Linked DNA regions of Mus musculus: region 1 is linked to region 2. The links are chromatin contacts, called in public Hi-C maps. All regions are on one chromosome and are shown on one strand. The core of a region is the stretch at or near the end of the contact, and the rest is flanking DNA. Distances in the headings are between cores, read along the strand shown.

Evidence for each region. A called contact is a pair of places that touch in the nucleus more often than the background predicts.
Region 1: a Hi-C map of cerebellum shows a contact between it and region 2, with 1.9 times the contacts expected there. The contact joins the enhancer-like site here to the promoter of Atp2b2 in region 2. A contact is called at or near these places in 5 of 484 Hi-C or Micro-C datasets (cerebellum, cerebral cortex, cortical neurons and 2 more), 2 of 115 datasets of contacts at active chromatin or transcription factors (both in embryonic stem cells) and 2 of 9 other capture datasets (liver and pancreatic islet).

Annotation. Positions count from the first base shown.
Region 1 is chr6:113,955,721-113,961,013 of GRCm38.p6, forward strand. It overlaps a transcript of Atp2b2 not described here. Among named protein-coding and RNA genes, the nearest start is that of Gm15083, 46 kb to the right of the region's middle. Within about 2 kb of position 3,736, at least 12 of the 459 cell types and tissues checked have an H3K27ac peak or open chromatin away from gene starts, as enhancers often do. A contact at or near this core is called in cerebellum, where this site is marked.
Region 2 is chr6:113,888,248-113,893,561 of GRCm38.p6, forward strand. Atp2b2 (ATPase, Ca++ transporting, plasma membrane 2) reads right to left here and starts at 3,292. Exons shown (of 20, transcript NM_001036684.3): 1 at 3,006-3,292.

The DNA of each region.
Region 1 (5,293 bases), core at 2,486-4,985, 68 kb after region 2:
AATGAATGCTATCCTACACCGGGCAGAGTGGCTCAACTGTAAGTGAGCCGTTGTGTCGAGTCTGATGAGGCCACGAGGAATTCTACCACAAGAAAGAACAAGGAAAACCATGTGCACACCAAGGCTTGCACACAGGAAGGCATTGAAGCAACAGAGAGTGCTTCCCAGACCGTCAGCCCCTCCAGTTGTGATCAAGTTCCCCTAAGTACTGGGATCTGTGCTTGCTTCCTGTGACCCCAGTACACAAAACACAGGACACGGCACACTGAGTTGACCAGCAAATGGGTGTCACAGGAGGCTGCCACTGATTCTGTGCAGAATTCAGGGTCATTAAGGGAAGTGTGATCTGCAGGATACTTCTCAGGTCCCTCCCTATGGAGTGGTCACCCTCTACTGCCCCCAGATGCCTCATCCTGAGCCCCACCCCCATAGCTACACTTCCCCTCTACGTCTCTCTGTCCCTCTCTCCCTGTCCTCTGTCTGGGCTCTCTTTCTCCCCGCCCCCACCCCCCCCCCCCACACCCAGCTCCTTGTTCTCTGTCCTTCTGTTCTCTCTCTTGTCCTTCCCTCTGTCCCCTCCTCTAGTCCTCTGCCTCACATTGTGGGCCAGCACAGGAATGTTCATGACAGGCTGGGCTAAGAACTTTGTCTTTTTTCTAATCTTCCTTAGCATTCCAGAGAGGCTAAAACTACAGGCCACTCCGCAGTGCACACATCAAGGTCTGCAGAGCCAGCTGCCAGCAACTTTCTGAATGAGACTTTCATGGTGACAGTGGATGTGCCCTTTACATGTGCTCTGGTACTCCTGCGTCCAGCATTCATCTAAAAACACTCACTATCCTGATTCTCCACAGGGAAAACTTCCTGATCTCTGTCTCACACTTGTGAACTGAGAGCCTCCACCCTCCCATGGAGAACCCTACAGTAGCTCTGAAAGAGTCACCTCACGCATGCCATAGATGTCATGTCACCTCACCCATGCCATAGATGTCATGTCACCTCACCCATGTCATAGATGTCATGGATGAGGCTCCAAGGTGCTGGGCTTGCCCAAGGTCACGTTTCCAGCAGCCAGCATCAGGCCTTGTGGCCCAGAGCCAACTCCAGCTGCAAACTGAAAGTAAACACAGCAGCTACGACCTGGGGACATCTTGGGAAGTGGGTAAATGGGGCTCCTGGACCAGGTGGAATCCAAGCTGAGTCCCCAGGAACAGATAGCCAGCTGGGTGGGCAGGGACTGCTTAGCCAGCTGGGTGGGCAGGGACTGGGGAGCTGGGATGCTGATACCTGGGTAATGGGGGCAGGGCAGGAGTGAGAGCCAGCTGTGATAGCTGCCCACAACTGGGGACTCAGAGACTGCAGATGGACACTCTGAAAGTGACATTTGTGGGTCACAAAGGCTGCCCGTGAGGATACACATGGGAGATTCTTCTCTGGCACTGCCAGGAATCAAAAAAAATTTTCCTCAAAGGACCACCCGTGATCCCCGCTAGGAGAGGACCCATGTTAGGTGAAGAAAAGGAAGGACTGACTGAGCAGGGTCTTTGCTGTGACCAAAATGCCACTGAAACTCCCCTTTAAGGGCACCGGTCATCAGAAGTTGGCCAAGCCATTGAACTCTTGACCCTGGATTTCCTGAGCTCTGAAATGGGGAAGGTGGGCAGGGCTGCGTGCATGCATAGGGGGAAGGAAAGCCTTGATATTTACAGAGCTGGCACAGAGCAGTTCTGGGGAGGGGTGTGCTGGGTAAATACCTAACGACCTCAGCAAATATCAGCTCCCAACTTTTTCACCCCGAATGATTCACACGTCGCTCGGAATTCGCTGGGCGCACGATGTGGTTAATTTAAACACTGCGGCGGCAGGCGAACCTGAGCGGCATCTCAATGCGCACAGACCTTATTTTTAACAAGACATACTTTGGCACTCGCGAGAACATTTAAAAATACCTTCTCCATTCCGAGGCAGCAGTGTTCTGTCCAGGGGGAGGAATTCTCAGTTTGAGGTCATTGCCTTCCCTGGGACCTGGACTCTTGACCAGAGCTGTTGCAGATGCTACCTTGAGCTTCCAGAGCCAGGAAGCAGGCACATTGCAGGTATGGACCCAGAGCCAGGACTGACAGCCACCTCTCTGTTTGATCCTCTTCAAAGAGGGGTCTCAGGGAGGGATTGGGCACCTCTCTCAGCCACCACACAGGGACACCTGTTTCCGGCCTGTGCTGCAAACACAGGGTAAGCATGATAGAAGTAGAGTCATTGCTCCCAGGGTAAGCGTCCCAGCAGGGAGACAATGAATATGGAAATGAATAAGCTGGCTGCTTGATCTGAGATCACTGCTCAGGTTTTATGCATGTTGCAGAAAATAATACAGTGGGACAGAGGGCTGTGCATCTGAGGGAGACAGGGAAGAAGCAACCTTTGACTTGACAGAGGGACAGGGTACATGAGTCAGCTGTACAAATTTGGGAGCATGTTGGTGAAGCGAGGAACAGCAACTGCAATGTTTTGAAAAGGGGTGGAGCCCATCGATTTAGGGAAAGGTCTATGGTGTAGTGTGACCAAAGAGGACCAGGCTGAAATGAATGCGGTGAGAGAAAGAAGCAGGGACAACCCTACAAGCCAGACCCATCTGGAGGTTCGGGGTGGCCTTTGTGGCGGTATGGGGTGCAGAGGCATAAGGAACAGAATCAGCACTACGTGACATAGGTGTGCCAGCACCGTCTATGTACCATTTAATGGGAATGGTGTCCCTCAGATTGCTGGAGCTAGCCCTGGAGCTGTGCTCGGCTTGCAGCAGATGATTCATGAGCATTTAACGATAATATACAAAGCCCAGCAGCTGTGCCTTCTTTTAGCAGACATCTGGCTGCAGCTGGCAGTACAGGGGTGGGCAGAGTCAGAGTCCTCGTTCCCAGTGCTGCTCCCAGCAAGGTCACTTCTTCATCAAGCAAGCAAGCAAGCGCTTCTTGCCCCCTTCCTTCTTCCCCTTGGCTCTCTTTCACCTACTCTCAAAACCCACTTGAGGATAAAGAGCATACAGTATATAAGACTTGAGGCCTTTGCAAGGAGGCCCAGTCCTTGCCCCAGTGTGGCTGGGAGGGTTGCATTTGGGGCCATGCTTTGAGTAGCAGTGGTTGATGGTTGAGCATTAAAGATGTGATAAGAAAAGAGCGCCCTCTAATGAAGGGTTTTTCTCCTGGAACTTTCCATAGCATTCAGCCAGGTGCCTGGGGAGTCCTTGACCTTCCTAGCAATAGATCCAAATGGTGCATAGAAAAGCCAACCCTGTGCCCTCCATCTCAACCCTGCTTCCTCTAGGCCCAGCCTAATTGCTCGTGGTGACAATACTGGCTTGGGGGGTACCTACATTCCACATTTCTCTCTAGCATTTGGCATCCCGAGTGGGTGACTCCAAGCAATGTACCTTCCTGGCTGCAGTAGTTTAAGTCTGTGCTTCAGCTCGCCTAAGGTGCTTCCCCACACCCACGTGATGGAAGGAGAGATGAGGCCCCATTAATAGATGAGAAAAATGAGGCCTAGGCCAGTTTAGGGAGGGGAACACCTGAAGGGAAAAATACAGAGTTATGTGGGACTAGAGGACACAGTACAGGGCAGGGACCTAGATCACCAGCAAAGTCTTGCCAGACACAGGCTGGAGGCCACAGTGCCACCTTGCCCAAAGACAACCTACAGGATGTCCAAGTCTGCCACTGCTGGCTGTGTGCCTGCTGTCTGCTGGGCCCTGGGAACACTGTGGCGAGAGAGACAGATGCAGCTACTGCCCTCTGCCATGGGTAATGAGTGGGTAGTGTCTATGGAGCCAAGGGACCCAGCCAGGCTGTGAGCTCTCAGCTGGGACTACCATCCAAAGCCAGGTCTGCACAGTGGGAGACCAAGAAGGGGCCAAGGAGCCCAGGAAGCTGGAGAGGGCAAGGGATCTGTGGGAGGGATGCCAGAGGGGTGGAATGAGGAGAGGCAGGAAATCTGGTCACTGCTCTCTGATGGGAGAAGTAGGTTTACTGCACTCAGGTCACCTCTGAGCTGTGAGGTTGGAATTCAGAGTTCTTTCTTGTTACTTCTGTGGGTTGCACAGGCATTTGAGCACTTGGAGGCTCCACAAGGGGTGTGCTGATCTCTCTAGGTGCTTCCTAACACCCACAGGCCTGTGACACAGGGGCCACCTGGATGGACTAGAGGACAGGCTGTGCTTTATCTCCTGTGCAGAGTCAGACAGGCCACTCTCTGGACACAGGGCATTTGCCAGGTGCTAGGAGTCACAGGACTGTCACTCCATCTCTGTTGAGCCTTTTCATGCTTGGTCTTCCTACCTCTCAGTACTCACTCCACCCTGTGACCCAATGGATATCTAGCAGACTACTCAAAGTGTCAGTATCCCTCCCTCTCTACCGATGAAAATGGGCACCACCCTTCCCAGGAAGTCTCTCCCCCTCCAGCTCCCTCAGCCTCTGCTTCCAAGCTGCCAGTGAGCCTTGCTGATGTTGTGTCCTAACAGATTTTGAAATCAAACCCTAGGAGGTCCAAATGCTGTTGTCTTTCAGGCTTGCACACTGGCTGTGGACCTCGAGCATGGATGAAGATGCCCCTCTGCAGTGGTTTAGAAAATCAGCTCATTTATTTTATATATCTGATTCAGAGAGGCAGGTGTATTATATACAGCTGAAGAAGGAGGCAGGCTTAGTTAACGTGAACAGTAGCTCCTTTCTGTAGGGGAGCTGTCTTGGGTTGTGACCATCCAAGAAGAGGAAGCTGCTGTGGACATTTTCTGCACACACTATCAATGCCTGTATGGGCCAGGAGATGTCCTCTGGCATTTCTTGGTGTGTGACCTGGGGAAGGCTTTGTCATTCCCATTGGTCTGAGGCACTGGGGTCCTTGACACAGCTGGCTCATGTCAACAACACAAGCCACACAGGGCTTCCTCTGCTTCTCACACTCTCCAGCCACACCCCACACACATCCCAGTGTTCTCCAGTCACTCCAGTTGTCCCACGATTACACACTGAAGTAGTCGACACAGCTCTTTCAAAGTCATTCCCCAGGACAGCTGACAGGCTCCTCTGCCCACCTCTGCCCCAGCATGCCTAGCCTGAACTCCAGTATCACTATGAACTCTAGAGTGCAGGATTTCAGCTATGCACTCCTCCCCCAGACAGCTTCCTGGGCTGGGGGTGCGGTGGCTCCCCTGCTATGAAAATGACAGGAATCTCCAGTTTGATCTCAATGGGGAGGAGATGTCTTGTCTCCACAGTGACCAGGGAACATGAAAGGTGAT
Region 2 (5,314 bases), core at 2,042-4,541:
CGTTTTCCCAAGACCTGTTTCCAACATGGCATCCAGGCCCACCTAGGCCTCTCCTGGTTCCCTTGAGTTCCTGTGGTTCAGGGGAAAGGCTGGGACTGGGATGTACCTGGAACAGTAGCCCAGATCTCCTGAAGTATTAAGAAAGGGGCCAGATATGGGACTCCCTGACACACCCACGCCATGACCTCTGGCCATCAAGGCAAGAGACCCTTCAAGCCCCTCCTCTCCCTTCCTCTCTGTCTCTTCCTCTGACCTTGGACTTGGCCCTTATTTTGCCTGCTGATCCTGATGCTGTTTCTTTGCACACAGCCCTTGACAGTGTCCCAGCTCTCAGACAGCTGCAGGATAAGGTGGGGCAGGAAACCTGACCACAGGTGAGGAGACTCAGAGGCAGAGAGCTGCAATGTGCATCCAAGGTCACACAGGTGGCCAGGAGTGGAGTTGGGTGCTCTTTCTTTGATTCTGAAGGCAACACACTGGGACACTCAGGGTCCACACGGGCCACCATTGCTTCTTTTGTGAGGTCTGAAAGAGCCCAGCAGGGCCTCCCAATGCTCTTAACACGGAGCCCAGAGACAGAAAGCCACCCCTGTTGGGGACAGCGTACCTATCACCTCTCAGGTTTCTGTCTTGGGTCTGACCTCATACCAGAGGGGCTAGATGGCTCACAAAGAGGTGCCAACAGTTCCAGCTGCGTGACCTTGGTTGGTGGCTTCTTGTCTCTCACCTGAGACATGGGGACGCTAAGGATAATTGCACAGAAGTAATGTGTACAGGGCAAAGAGCTCTGCAGATGCTAGCGGGTGTGACATTTACTAGTGTTCCCACTAAGACTGGGTGACGGGAGTGGAGGGCAGGCTGTGGAGGAGGGGTGGATGTCTCAGGCTCTGCACACTAAATCACAGGTAGCTTTTCTGTCCTCATCTGGAGCCAACTTGGAGGCTACTGAAGGAATTCCGGCTTTCAGATGCCACATGATAGTGGGCTGGCTTCCTGGTTCCAGAAAGGGCTAGTGGGCTTTGCCGGCTGCTGGTGGTCTGACCAATGGGCAGCCACTGCACCTACCCCCACCCCTGTCTTCCCTCCCTACTCCAGGCAGCCTTCTCTGCAGACCATCAATCACCACAGATGGCCTTGTTCAGTCCAATCACTGCTCTTCGGGAACATGGGCTGACCCACCCCTCAGGCCTTCAGGAAGCTGAGGTGGCCACTCAGGATCCACAGTCCTTCTGGCCTCATAGTCAGTTCCCCAGGGTCCTCTCCCCAGGGCTCCTAGGGCCACCTTTGCTTCTTGAAGCTGAGAGGGCAACATAGTGTCTGCAGAGGTGCAGCAGCTATGCCCACTGCTGTCTTACATGTGACTCTGTCATTCACCTGTGGGCACATTCCAGGGCACTGTGTTGACAGGCATTTGGGTCCTATGCACCTGTCAACTGCACTCCTGGGGCATCCCACATGGGTATATAGTACACCAGGGTAGCTGCTGCAGGTTCCTGTGTGTGTGAGGGCTGCAAGCATGTGGGGGCAGGCTATACTCACTGGGGTGTGCATAGAACGGGGTCTTAAGAAGCCAGAGATGCATGCTGTGTGCACAGAGGCCAGATCTCATCTGTTGGTACAGGCATTGTGTGTTCACATGTATGATCTGAACATGTATGATGCACTACTTGTGGGTTCTCTATTAGTCCATGTGTATGCAGGAGTGAATCTATGCACAGGCATGCACCCTCGCTCACGACTGGGTTGTGAAGGTGGATAAATGGGAGGCCATTAGCATCCTCTCCTAGTCCTCCTCCCTCTGCGGACTCCCCAGACCGCAGCCCCTCCTTGCCACTGCTCCTTCAAGGAAGTTACCAGGCGGAAGCCCCAAGCTCAAAGGCCTGCGCTCCAAGCCCCCTCCTACTGCACACGTCAAAAGAGAGAATTTCTCCGGATGGCAACCGCCCGCTCTGGGAAATGCCCCAAACGTCAGCTCTGCCTCCTCCTAGCGATGTGGAGAGCAATGCCCAGTGGAGGGGAGCCCCTTCTACACTGCTAAGGCTCAGCCTCACAATGAGACCCTCTACTCTCAGCTCTGCTGGTGACTGGCCTACTCACTTACCCTTCTGAAGGTCGAGCCAGGCTCAGCCTTTGAGGGGACCTCCCTTGACGGGGGTCGGCCAGCTGAAGGGTCCCCTCCCCACTCAGTATGTGGAGCAGAGGTCAGCTACTTGGCTTAAAGGGGGTGGCTGCCAGCACCTGACGACCATAGGAGGGAGGTTCAGGTCCTGCAGGGAGGCAGGGAGGAGCCCCAGGTGTCTCAGTACTCAGAGGGGCCACCTAAGCAAGCAGGCTGATGAGGAGCTGTGCTTCCGGGCTTAAAGTGCCAACTCCACCATCCATCTAGCATGACTGCTGCAAAATGGCCTGGCCACCCACTCTTGCCCCTGCCTGCCACGGAGGGGACTTGGGACACATCCCTGCCACCACCTGCCTGGCTCTCCTCATCCAGTAGATCCCTGTATACAGCAGCCCACCATCAAAGAGACCCTTCATAGGGGCCTCCCCTTGCAGCTTTCCTGGGACACCTTCCAGTACTCTATGTCTCCCAGGGACCAGGCTCAAGAGGAGACTGGTGTCCCTGCTGACCGGCTGCCACCACTAGCCCTTGCATAACATCCTGGGGGCATGTGCAGTCTGGAGGCCACCAGCATCCACCTGAGACCCTGCATCCCCTCCTACGGGGCTCTTTGCTCCGGTCCCCAGCCCCCACCCCAACCCCTCACCCTAGAGTGTCCCTCAGCCCGGGCTCCCAAGCATCCCCAGCTGCCTCCAGATAAACAAGCCAAGCTCCTACCACCCCCCTCCTCCCGCCGCCACCATCAGCACTGGGGGAAAAAAACGGGAAATGCAATCAAATCAAATCAAATCAAAATAGGTGAGGGAGGAAGGGGAGAGCGGGGCCGGGCGCTTTTTATTTTTTATTTTCTCATGCTTGGATGAGGGGAGAGATGCCGGTTACTTACTTGGCTAAGGCAATCGCCAGCGATCGGTTCGGGTTCCAGGCGGGCAGCCCGTAATCGCGGTGCGGCAGCTGGCGCCGCGCTGAGCCCAGCCCGCGCGCCCGGTCCCTGCGCAGACTGTACCATCGCTCCCGAGGCTGGGGGGGAGGGGGGGCGCGGCCGCCGGGGGAGGGGCGCGAGCGCGGACCGAACCACCCCGCGCCTGGGAGCGCGGCTCTGGGCATCGCTCCCACGGGACGCATCCGCGGCCGCCCGCAGAGCCCTAGGGAGAGGCCCGTTCCCCTCGCACAGGAGGCCGTGTCAAGGGCACGCGAAGGGGAGGGTCAGAGCCCAGCCCAGGACGAGCAAGGGGGCGGTGAGAGCAAAGGAGGAGGCATTGTTTTTATGTGCCTTCCCTAAGTCACTTCCTACTTTGTTAGATAGGGTCGGGGCTTCCAGGCTCCCTGGATGCAGACAGGATGGCTCTATACCTGGAAGAAAGACTGCACAAGGGAGAACACCTAAATGCACCTATGGTGACAGGGTCTATGGAACAGACTCTCCAGCCAGCTGCTGGATGTCACTGTCTACACCCCTCTGCAGCCCCACAAGCTGCCTGGGTGTGCTCACCTGCTCCAGGGTGGGGATGGGTCCAGTCAGGAGAACCCTTGAAGAGGCCATTTCTCTGTCGGAGTGTTAGCACATTCCCAGTATCTGCCAAGGTATCTGTGAGGAGTTGGGGGTGACCGCACTGGACTAGTGCGTCTGTGGAGTCCAGAGTGATCCCATTTTGGAGTCCGAGGGAATGGACTCTCCCATCCAGCTGCTCACTACCTTCTCTCTCATCTCACAGGGCAGACCTGTGGACTCCTCTTTAATTCCAGACAAGGTGGGGCTAAGGCCCGGATAGCCAGGTGAGGGAGGGGGGTCTCATTGAATGAGGTGTCTCTCTCTCACTTCCTCCACTAGCCAAGGTGCCCTGTGGCCATGCCTCCCCACACCTCAGGAGTGGCGTCCTGCTTGGATGTGTGTGGCCTATAGAAGGACCTTCAAGGCCGGCATGGTGGAACACCTGTCAGCCTGAGTGGGTGCAGGAGGGGCAAGGCAAGGGGAGGGGAGTGCCCTTAGAGCCAGGTCCAGAAAAAGCTGCCTCCCTGCCTCCTTCCCCACCCCCATCTCTGCCCACCTAGGAGCCGCCCGCCCGTCTTTCCCAGCGAGCGTCCTGTTGCTGCTCCATCTCCGCCTGGCACGGAATATCAATTTGTCTCGTTAAGCTGAAAGTCTGCACTGCACCAAATTCAGAACCCGCCACACAGAGGGGCCGAGGAAGGAGAGAGCCAGAGCAGAACCCAAGGCAGGGAGGGCCCTTGAGCAGGACCACACCACCATCACCAACTGCTAGACAGTTCAGAGGGTCCCATATACCCCAGCCAAGCAGGGTCTCTCTCTCTCTCTTCTCTCTCTCTCTCTCTCTCTCTCTCTCTCTCTCTCTCTCTCTCTCTCTGTGTGTGTGTGTGTGCGCGCGCACATGTGCATAAGGGGTGGGGTGCTAAGACTCTAAGGATGTCCACCAGGCCTGATGGTTGCCCATGTAACACCTTCCTAGGGTTCCCATGGGGCAGCCCTGGGCCTCATGTCAATAGACCAAGCTGGAGCCCCTCAAAACAGCCTTATCTCTGTTTCCTCTTGAAGCTGTAGATGGGAATATCACCCCTCCTGGGGTTATTCTGGACGCATCTTGGTAAGACTTCTAAGTCACCACGGTCCCTATGAATCCCTCCCCAGGACCAAGCTGGGAGGCTGTAGGCCAACCTGCCCCCACCAGGTTAGAGAAGCCATTAAGGCCCAATGGTTCAGGGAGGCAGGCCCAGAGGGCATCAGGTGAGAGGCCTCTGCAGCCCACTGTGTGTGCAGGAGCCTGCCACTGTGCTTCCCTACCTCTGGGGCAAGATACATTTTCCCCTAGTGAACAGAGAACCCTGGCAGGAGTGGGGGGACTGGCTGGGGCCCACTGATTTCCACAGTTATGTCCTCTCCTATGTCAGATACAGAGCCTCCTACAGATTAGGAAACCACAGCTCCTTGCACCCTAGGGACTACTGTGAACACTTAGAGGGGAAAACTGCATGTGGCTGTCGGGGGTAAGTTACACAGCCACCTGGATAAACTGTCCCTGTGACTGAGGTTGTGAGTCCCAAGCCCAGGCTGCCTACAAGTAGGGGGTATGCTCCGCAGGGACCCCAGTACTTATCTACCTCAAAAGACTGACCTGGAACTGCCCGGTGACTTCCATGGAGACATGCTGGCTTCACTCACAGACGCTCAATCACTTG